Regions from separate parts of the Mus musculus genome. Here region 2 is linked to region 1. The links are chromatin contacts, called in public Hi-C maps. All regions are on one chromosome and are shown on one strand. The core of a region is the stretch at or near the end of the contact, and the rest is flanking DNA. Distances in the headings are between cores, read along the strand shown.

What was found. A called contact is a pair of places that touch in the nucleus more often than the background predicts.
Region 2: a Hi-C map of uterus shows a contact between it and region 1, with 2.4 times the contacts expected there. The contact joins two enhancer-like sites. A contact is called at or near these places in 7 of 484 Hi-C or Micro-C datasets (CD8 T cells, conventional dendritic cells, cortical neurons and 4 more) and 3 of 115 datasets of contacts at active chromatin or transcription factors (CD8 T cells, embryonic stem cells and regulatory T cells).

What each region holds. Positions count from the first base shown.
Region 1 is chr13:5,710,892-5,716,412 of GRCm38.p6, forward strand. The region is part of intron 1 of Gm35330 (a long non-coding RNA gene); the gene reads right to left. Among named protein-coding and RNA genes, the nearest start is that of Gm35330, 11 kb to the right of the region's middle. Within about 2 kb of position 3,465, at least 178 of the 459 cell types and tissues checked have an H3K27ac peak or open chromatin away from gene starts, as enhancers often do. A contact at or near this core is called in uterus, where this site is marked.
Region 2 is chr13:5,824,047-5,829,567 of GRCm38.p6, forward strand. No RefSeq gene overlaps it. Among named protein-coding and RNA genes, the nearest start is that of Gm35464, 3.3 kb to the right of the region's middle. Within about 2 kb of position 2,280, at least 81 of the 459 cell types and tissues checked have an H3K27ac peak or open chromatin away from gene starts, as enhancers often do. A contact at or near this core is called in uterus, where this site is marked.

The DNA of each region.
Region 1 (5,521 bases), core at 2,215-4,714:
TCTGCTAGGTTGCCACTTTGCCAATGCTCAGTTCTAATTGTTCTTCATTCCAGAACTTCTGGGAACATGTCCTATAATATATCCCTATATTATATAAACCGTAAGCATTCAAGTAGAAAGATTGTCTATCAGTCTGTGCAGAATGAACAGTGTCATGCCTCTCACAGCTCTCTCTGTTCCTCAGCTGTTTGAACTCACGGGCAGGGCAGTTAAGGTTACTTCCATGACTCTCTGCAAGAAAGGGCAGTTGAGCCTCCAAAAGTTAGCCCCTTTCTGTTTCGTTTTTCTTATACTGTGCCATATTTAACAACAAAGTAGACTGCCCCCACATTCTCACACAGGACGCCTGGAGTCTGTTCTGCAGATTATGAGTAAGGCTTCAATTTGAACAAGAAGGGTCACCGCATTGGACAGCAGGCATCTTTCAATGAATGTGATGACTGATTGGTTGAAATTGAAAGGCAAAAGCTGATCCTGTTTTTCTCCATGTAAAAATCCCCAGGTGGTAAAGAATAAAATGGCCAGGATTTTTTTTTCCTAGGCAGATTAACTGAAGCCTACAGACTTATGGTAATAACTGTAAGTGCAGATGAAGCTGTGGGGAAGAGGAGTCTGAATTTTGGTGGTTGGTGGAGCCTAAGGTAGAGGCAATTGCTTGCTCAGGGTATAGAGGCTAGGCAGCCTAAGAAACCCTCTCCCGCTGCTGGAAAGCTCAGAAGAGTGAGCCAGTGCCTCTTTACAAATGAGGCTGGAGACAACATCGAAGTACACACTTCCCAGTATCTGGGATCTAGGACCAGAAATTAAAACCCAATCACAGCACCCAGGAACAGGAAAAGAAACAGAACACTGGGTTAAAAGCATGACCAAAACACATGGCCAACATCTGGACTAAAACACAGACCAGAAACAAGACCAGGACACAGGACAATGAGCTGAACTAAGATTTAGTGCCAAGGGTAGGACCAAAACACAGAGCCAGGATCTTGACTAAGACACAGGGCCAGCAGAAACTAGACCAGGACAAGAAGCCAGTAACAGGACCTGGACTCATGGCTAGTCAAAGAACCAGGATTGAGAATCAGCCAGGTCATTGGACTGGGACATAGGACCAGGCCCCCCAAACCAGTTTTGGTTACAGAACCAGGTCATGGTAACCAGAACCAGAACCACCAGCAACTCAGGAGCTATGAATCAGGTCACGGGACTTAGAATCCAGGAAAGACTCAGAGATGAAGACTTTAAAGAGAAGTAGATGTCCCTGCTCAATTTTGGAGGCCAATTAGACGCCTGGGTCTCACTCCAAGGAAATAAACTACTTATACAGAATCATAAATAAGGCTCTGAGGCAGTGAAGCAATCAGTGTGTAGAGTACTTCCCTCAAGCGTGAAGACCTGAATTAGATATCCAGAACTTACATAAAAATCTCTCATGGAGGCTGCTGTTCTAGGTAGGTAGAGACAGGAGGCTCCCTGGGGCTTTCTTGCCAGACAGTCTGCTTCCAGGTCCAATGAGAGACCTGTCTCTATAAAATAAGGGGAAAGTGACGAGGGAACACAACCTCATAGATTTCTAATCTCTACATGCTCACATAGGCACATGTACAGGCACAAATTTGTGCATACCTCCAAACATGCACACAAACACATACACACATACCACACACACACACACACACACACACACACACACATACACATACACACACACACACACACACACACACACACACACACACACACACTAAATAGAATCCTAACAAAGTAGGAGGTGCCTCATAGTATTGCAACTGAATATGGCACCTTTGGTTGATATCCCTGGGAGGCCTGCCCTCTTCGGAAGGGAAATGGAGAAGTAGATCTGGAGAAGGGAAAGGAGGGAAGACTGGGTGGAAGGGGGAAATAAATGAGATATATGAGAGAATAGTACTACTAGTAGCAGTAATAGTAATAATAAAAATAATAAAGAACATATTTTTCTTTGCGTTTTATAAACAACATACAGAATACATCATACTCAAAAAATGTAGGCATGGATGGGTATCTCTGAATTTATTTTAAAAGGGCCTATTGATTCTTTCTTAAGCACTCTGGCCAGTCCTTATCAACATAACACAGCATCTCAAGGCTAAGGCTCTTATCTCTACTCCTGGTTAGAGTTTACATTCAAAACCAAACCCAACCAACCAACCAACCAAACAAACAAACAACAACAAACCACTGGGCAACATAAAAGCTGGTACTTTGAATTTATCACTGGGCTTCTCTGAATCAGTGGCAAAGGAAACCAATAAAATGCCTAAGTGGGGTTAATGGGATCTTAGCAGACAAACCCATCATTTGTGTATTCTCCATGCTACAGTGGGTTGGAGAGAGCACTTCATAGTTGGCTGACTCCCCACTTCTGTTCCTGTTAGAATTTTGGTCTTAGAGTAAACTTACACCCATTCCTTAGTGCCCTGGTTCAGGTTGTCTTGGCCTTTTTATTACGGGTCGTGTTTACCAAAGGTTTACAACTTGGCTGTAAACACCAGTTGGCACCAAAACCGGAAAGTTGGCATGAGGAGGTTTGGCATAAACATTGCCCGGAAGCACTTTTTTCTCTCTCTCTAAATCTGAGAAAAACAGGCTAGGGTCATTTTCAAGTTATTTATGTTATTCATGCATAAATAAAAGCGAAGCCTGACAGCATCAAACAGTTGTTGGCTTTTGCAGGCCTCAAAAATAGATTTTATCCAAGAAAAGTAACATTTGGTAAACAAATACTCAGTGACAGGCTGTTAAAAAAAATAAAGGGAGGGGGAAAAGGTGTCATGGGATGGATTAAATAGTAAGAGAAGAGAGAAGGTTTCAAGAACCATTTTTTATGTCAGAGAACAGAGTCAAGAAAGTTATTGTTAAACGGAGAAATTTCTACAGACTCAAAATTATAAATAAGCACAATGTAAGCTTTCAAGTAGATTTTATTAAGATCCAGAGGGCACATCATCCAAGCATACAAAGTAAACAATATAGAATGATCTCAGGGGATAGAAATAAATGATTTTTAAGTATGCATTCTAAAAGCAATGGAATGTTTAAAGCATTTTAAAACTCAAGGAGAGAGGGAGAGGAGTGAGTAATGAATTAACACATGCTGATGTTAAAAGTCTTTTAAAAGAGTTAGTTGTCAGTGTTCAAAGTCTCCTCTTGTCTTCCTTTTATTAAATTGTTTAGAAATGCAATTTGTAAACTATAAACTTCGGCAGCTTGTAGCTGTATGCTAAAGAGAGAAAGTGATGGTGTCAACTGTTCCCTAAAGATCGTCTTTCTGGCAAACTTAAAAGTCAGCCTTGACGTCAAGTGACCCTGGACAAGAGTCTGCATTGAGTTCTGCGAAGTGTGGGCAGAAAGGACTTTCACTCTGGAAACCCTACCAGGGAGGAAGGACTGAAGAAACCGTTTAGGGAAAAAGAAAAGCAAGCCAAGTCAAACAGAAAGTAAAAATAAGTCAGTGGGGAAAGAATGTCAACTGCAGAAGAACGTAGCCTGTCTGCTGCAGCTCGCGTTCTGGAACACGTGTTCTTTCGGCAAGGAAGCGTTTTCCTCAGCTTGTTTTGGTTGCTCTTCGCAAGTGAGGTTGGAGCTATTGTTACGGCTCAAGTCAGGGACAGTTACATCTGGTGGCCAAAGCTGTATACTACCCATTACAGAAGGTAACTTTAGACACACTGGGCAGAGAAACAGAATAGTGCCATTCCATAATAGAATTAACCCTATGAACAGCCCGTAGACATAAGCCAAGACATCCGATCCGTATATTTCAATGCCAATTCAAGATGAAAAACGTTTCCGGGACTCATTTCAAATGTTTGCCTCCCTGGAACTACCTAGGTCAACTTCATCTACAACTACATCTAGAATATGATAAATGTTCCTGATGTGTGCTGCTTCAGATAGAGTCTATAAATCAGTTTACTTACCCTACTATCAAAGCTGTTGCCAGGACAATGTTGTGGCTCTGAGGAGACCAAATCACATGACCTGAAGATAAGTGTTTACATCACAGAGCCACAGAGTGCCATGGCAGACACTGAAAAGCACAAATATACACACAGGATAATCCCTTGGAGACTGTTATTGTCTGTGAAGGAAAAGCCCTAGAGAATGTGGTCTGGACACCAGAGACCAGAGAATAAACATGCTCATCAGATAACATGCTTCTTGGAAAGGGACCTAGGCAGCCTTCAGTATTCTCAGAATTGGCAATTAGTTCTTATTATATTTGAAAGACACATATTTCACCTCAACTGATTAGTCATGTGGCTTCTTCGAGGACCTGAAATGGATTTTTTTGAATTCTCAATTCCTGATATTGAGAATTCCTATGCCTGATATTTACCAGAGCTTCAGCAAGCATCTGTCGAATTAACAGTCAGCATGAGATGCTATGATAAGACATCCGTTGTCACACACTGATGCTTTGTTATTTTAACTGTCTATGCACTAAGACAGGGGTCCTAGATTTGGCTTTGTTTAAAGCTTTTGTTGGTTTATTTGGTGATTTGTTTTTTATTATTTTAAAGGAGTCTTACATGGCCCTTTGAACTTGGTAGTCTAGGATCACTTGAACTTCTTATTCATCCAACTTCTAGAATCAGCACTGTGAAATGCTTGGCTTTCTAGTCCTAGGGTTTGAACTCAGGACTTTATGCGTGCTAGGCAAGTACTCTGCCAACTGAGATATGTTCACTGCCTCTTGGCCTTCATTTTTGGTGGACTTTGAAGAAGTGGTTAGAGGCTAAAAGAAAACTTACACCAATCATAAATAAATAAGTTGTTTTTAAATGCTCTTTTGTTGTATCATTTCCACACAGATCAATATGAACAGGTAAATATGAATGTACACCAATAGATAATAAGTAGAAAACTGACAAATGATAGACCAATTGATCAACATATGTTGATAGATGTGATTATAGATCTATTGATTAATCAATAGATAAGAGTTGACATTAATACATAATAAAATGATTAGTAAATAGATGAGAAACAATAGATGATCAAATAGATAAATAGATGTGTAATAGAAAGAGAGAGAGATGGTAAATAGGTGACACATAGAGAGTAAAGAGACGGCAGATAATGGATGTTTGATAGACAGGTAGATGATAGATAATAGGCAGATAGATAATAGACAGACAGACAGACAATCAGACAGACAAATGCATAAATAGTCCTCAATATGCTCAATGAAGAAATGTTTAGAAAGCATGATCAGACAACACTAATAATTTGACAACTGCTAGGGCAATGTGTTTCCCAGCTAAGCATTTTAAACCCACAAATAATTTTGTCTGTCTCTATGCTGATATGGTAGGGGTATGCATTTGAAAATGAACTCTAGGAATGTAAAATTGAGCAAACGTGATTTAGGGTCTGCAGAACAACAAAGGCTAGAGCATGGCATCTGGAAGTAGCCTACGAGATACAGGCTGTGACTTGTTCGCCAAAGCTATGGGTCTGCAAGCACATGGCTGAC
Region 2 (5,521 bases), core at 1,030-3,529, 110 kb after region 1:
TATTTATATGTCTATTTTCAATACACATAAAGATGGGTGCACATACATGCTACATGTGATCATATGCACATAGTCATAACCAAAAAGGCACTCGTAAAATACATATATGTACTTTCAAAGAGAGTTACATGTACCTATATTCACATACAGACACTCCAGGGTTACCCGTAGACATGTGCACAAGCACAAATTCAGAGGCACACAGATACATACAGGGACAGAGGTAAATACATATGCACACATGTAAACATAGGCATGTATCCATGACTTTTCTTTTTATTTCTTGAGAGCCATGCTTAGCGTCTTTCACTTCCTGATAATCCAGCTGACGCTTCTTGATGTCTTTTCTCAGTGGAGATCCATGCCAGATGCAGGCTCTGGTTCCACAACAAGGTCGCTGTGGCTATAGTTTTGCAACTGAAGGAACAGACTTAAGATAAGCCTGCTCAGGAATGATGAGCAGGGGGTCTGGAAAGAGATAAAGGAAGCAGCTGACCCACCCAACCTCTGACCTCCCCTATCCCTCAGATTCACCACCTCTGACGCACAGAGACTTGCCTCAGGGGTTTTGGGCAGCTGTGTTGTAAGTAAATAGGAGGCAAGGTGTGCTAGGAGAGCAATCCTGTGACCTGAGACCCTGAAGCGTGACTCCAGCACAGTCTCTGAGAATGAGGCTGGAATTTTCCATCCTGCGGTGCTCACCAAATGTCTCTAACCCTCTCTGAGCTGATTTTGTTTCCTTGTCCACCGTTCAAGCTCTTGGACCCTCTTCTCCTTTACTCCACAATTGTGTTTCCAAAGCTTGCTCCTGACTGCTGGTGCTGCTGGTCGACTCCTCGGCTACCTTTCAGCTCTTGTCTCTGTTTTTCTCATTTTTACGGAAGCTTCACCCACAGAGAATATAGGTTGAATTTAGAGAGGGGTGTGTGTGTGTGTCTGTCTGTCTGTCTGTCTGTCTGTGAGTACCTATGTGGGGTGGTATGTTAGAAGAAAGGTTGCTTGATACATAACAACAGCAGACATGCTGTTTTCTTTAAAAAAAAAAGAATTCTTTAAAGAAAGTCGAAGTAATGTTCTCTAATAGTCAGCTAAAGCCAAGGTTACCTTTAAAATGTTTGTTTTGTTTTGTTTTGTTTTGTTTTCTTAATCTCCTCTTACTACACAGTAGAACAGCAGTGGCCAGTTAAAAAGCATCCTGAAATTTATATTTTCAGGGTCCTGGTGGGCAGAAGGTGTTGGCATGGAGCCTAGGGCTTTACTCTGATTTTAACAGGTTTCGAGACACCAGAGCCTCCAGAGAAGTACTTTGTGGAGGCAAAGCAGGCCAGGTCCACAGCTAATCAACCTTGGATTCTGCCCTTTGAAAAACTTTGAAAGTGAATCTATTATACATGGCTAGGACTCCCTAGCAGAGATTAGTTGGACTGTGAAATATAAATATTTCATTGGTACTCTTTTGGAACTGTGCTAATGTAGTAGAGAAATTGCCAATTCTTAAACAAATCTTCCAAAACTATAGATATGGAAATAGTCACTTCATTCCACCAGACAGATAGAATTCCAACCTAATCTTCCATGTTTTCCTCATCCACTATAAGACTAAGGAGGGACCTACAGGGGGAACGTCCTAGAGATGTAGTTCACCATCAATTTACTTATGACTTGAACCAAAGCCACTGTGCTCAGCACTGCCTGTGGGCATCAAATTATTCAAGTAATGGGAGCAGCTAAGCCCACAAAGATACCTTAGTCCTGTGCCTGTTACAGCTTCCTGTGGGTATTTCCAGCTTTGGCTAAGTCACTTAAAGTGTTCACTGTATGAATAATATATTTTTGATTTGTCCTGCTGCCAAAAATATAGATATCCATGTTAAGGTAACTTTCTACATGACATACATAATCATAACCAATCATAACCAACACCAGGCTAACATTAAGCATCCTTGAACTCCTTAATAATAGGCAAGGCTCTGGGTAAATGTGCATAGTTTGGGTATCATTGGTGTGCCACGATTTCTCTATCATTGGATTTACCCTTCTGTTCCTCATTCCTTTCTGAATTTAAAGAGTTTCCTCATTCCATTCCAGAGGCTGTTGTCTCCTGCACTTTCCATATGACATCTACTCTGCATTTTTTAACGCTTGTTTGGGGTAAATTGAATTTTTCTAATGCAGCCTCGGGTTAAAGGTCTGCTGAAGTCATACATTTCAGTCTAAATTCCAAGGTTTTTCATAATCCTGCGCACACGTTCTGAAACTTTATCTCCCCCTTAAGCAACCCATGCCCCTCCTCCCTAAGGTTTCCTCATGATCTCATGGCCCAGGCATTTGGCTCCTGAGCTCTGGCCAGACCATTCCAGATAAAGGTGATTTGGAGAGGGGTAAGTGAAGATCTCTGCGAGGAGGGAGAGGCACTTGCACGTCAGCCCTCACTAGACTATCCAAGAGGGGTTTCGGTGTTTCCTTTCCCTTTAATTTCTTCTAGTTAGAGATCAAACAGACTCAACAGAGTGATAGAATCTAGCCACAGACACGTAAGATAAAAATAAGAGTGATACAGTGTACTTTAATTATTTTACAACTTTCCAGCATCTATAGTTCATGGTCAACTCTGCTTTAACTGACATTTCCTGTTATTGCTTTTCTGTAAGGAGTACTGTATTAGATTTCGGGTTTGAAGATAAAATATTCATCTTTTACCTAAACAAACATCATGACATAAAATTACCAGCTTGTTAGCCAAAAAGCTTTCTAAAAGATTGGATAGTATAGTGAAAATAAGCAGGATTTACAGAGGAGATAGCCGTCCAACTTGTATTTCTGTCTCTCTTTAAAAATATGTTCGCTGTAGGTGAGAACAGATGTTAACTGAACAACAAATACAAAAATCTAAATACTAAAATGTAAGTATCCACATAATAGGGTATATAAGTACACAAAACAGGTGGCCATTTTAGATATTGTTCTTATGTGGAATATTTAAATAATAGTTATTACCTGGCATCCAGAATCACCAGATACATTTATAATCATATGATCATACAATGTGAGACAGAATGAAGTGTATTTAAAGATTCTTTTCTCAGTTAACTAAAATAACCATGAAGTCTCAGATTTTTTGGGTTTTTGGTTTGTTTGGGTTTTTTTTTGGGGGGGGGCTGGTTTTGGTTTTTTGGACAGTGACCAGTAAGTAGAACAGAAACTATATGTATTATGTGACTCTTAGGAAGGAGTCAATAGCAAACAACATGTCCAGTTCTAGATTCTCACCTCACCAGTAAAGTTGCCTGAAGGAAGTCATGGAATTTTTCTTGGCCTCTGACTTTTCTGGCATCTCACAGGTACGTAGTCTGAGTCTGTGTCCATGCTGTTCTTAGGAGTGTCCATGAGATAAGAAGTCTGAGCAAATCTTGAATAGAAGACAATAATAAGGCACTCTATAGTCACTCCTCAAATCTTTGTGTCCTACTTAGAAAAATAACATCTAAATTGAAACAGTGAATCAAAACTTCCCCTCCTAGAGATATACAGGAATAGAAAGGCTTTTCTACATCTGTTATTCCTCATGGGAACAGCAAAGGATTACAGATCAATGATAGTTCTTGCCATCTATTAAGACTCTCCATTGTGACACAATCTCTATTCCCATTACAACGGAGGCTTTGTGACCAGGACACCTTTCTTTTCATCTAGTCTGTTTGAAGATCACAAGGCTGGAGGTTGAGCTTAATCCGGGGCCCATTTGGCCAACTATCTAATCAGAGTAGCTGATAGCTCACTAAATCACTTTTCAAGGAAGAGAAAAGAATTGTTGAACTTCTCAGAAACTAATTCTGTTTAGAATAAGAATATGCGACAATCCTTTTTAAACAAAGACTCACACAAAGAAACAGAATTATGACCCAGAGAAACACCCCATAAGCATCCACTAAGAAAAGAAGTCCAGATCATCAGACCTTAAGGTGATCGCTGTTGCAAGAGGCTGTTCCTCTTACTTGAAACCTGTTTGTTTCATTTCTTTGTGCTGATGGATCTTTAACAGTAGAAACATTAAGAGTCTTTTAATTTATGTCAAACACTATATTTAATAGACCGAATGTAGACATCAAGAAGCAAAGTTCAACTCAGAAGAGAGAAATGAGTAAGAAATTGAAAAATAATAATAATAACAATAATAATAATGTCATAACAAAAGCATGGGCTCTCCTGGAAGGGATTCACATAACATTTGAGGAGGCAAACAGATAGGGAGGGAAGAGAAGAGAGGAAGGGAGGGAACAAGAAGGAGTAGGAAAGATAGCACGGTGGTTTCAGAGAAAATACTGTTACTATATTTTTAATATTACTTTATTTACTTGTTTATCCATTTACTTATTATTTTTGATGCAAGAAGAGATGCCTAAAGTTTATGTTATGTAAGCATTTCATATCTCTGCCCAGTCTGATTGGCATCCTGGAATCAAATAGGGCAGCCTTGAAAGCAGATGACCAGATGACAAGTACAGATTCGTCAGGAACAAATGTCCTCTTTAGGTGCTTCCAGTGGAATTTATGATATATGCAAAATTTTTTGTACAGCACAAAAGTTGCTAAAAACATCAAAAAAAAAAAAAGTCACAGCTGTCTGTCTTCCAGAAAATCATGGGGTACTATCATGCCTTAGAAGAATATACTCATAATTTATTTGCACATAACTGTAACTTATTGGTCATATTTCTAAATATAGCACTGATTTATGAGCTGCCTTAGGAAATATTTACATGTTTTACTCTATCCCTTCAGAAAGGAAGTATATTTGCAAAAATCATGATGTTGACATCCCTATATCACAGTATCTAAATGGATTGTTGGGGAATGCCCCAAAAATAGTTTATGAAAAAAAAAATCTTCATTTGTCTTGCTTTATGTTGGAAAACATTTGCTTAGCAAATCCTCCACAGTGGATATATGCTGAAGGGACTTGTTATGGTATTTCATGAGAAATGAGTCCTGGCATTGAGGTCAGCATAACCTGACATCAGCAGAAACCATGAAAAGAGAATGACCAGTGTATTAGCCAGATTTCAGTTTTCATGGTTATATAGTTAGTTGTATGTTCCTACTGCTAAAGAGAAATAAGTTCTAGGCAGTAGAATTTGAGTTATTATAATGTATGCATTCATAGTTATTTTATGTGGAAATACTAAATGCTAACATGTATGGGAAATGTAAAATGAAGAAAAGAGAACAGAGGACAACAACAACAAAAAGATAAATATGAGACGAAACCATCTACTCTAAGGAGCTCTTATTTTTCCAGAGTTAAAAGATATTAGCATCAAAATCCTTTACATTTAATAGCAGTAATGTTAGGGGTTTTGTTATTTTATTTTGTTTTATTTTGTTTCAGTTTCTAAGAAAGCTATTTGACAGGTTCATAATTCACCTAGGTAGAGTTATTAAGCCAATATACAGTCTACCAAACCCATCTGTACCTGAAGGACACAAGTATCCAGAAAATACCTGAAGAGTCAGACTTGGG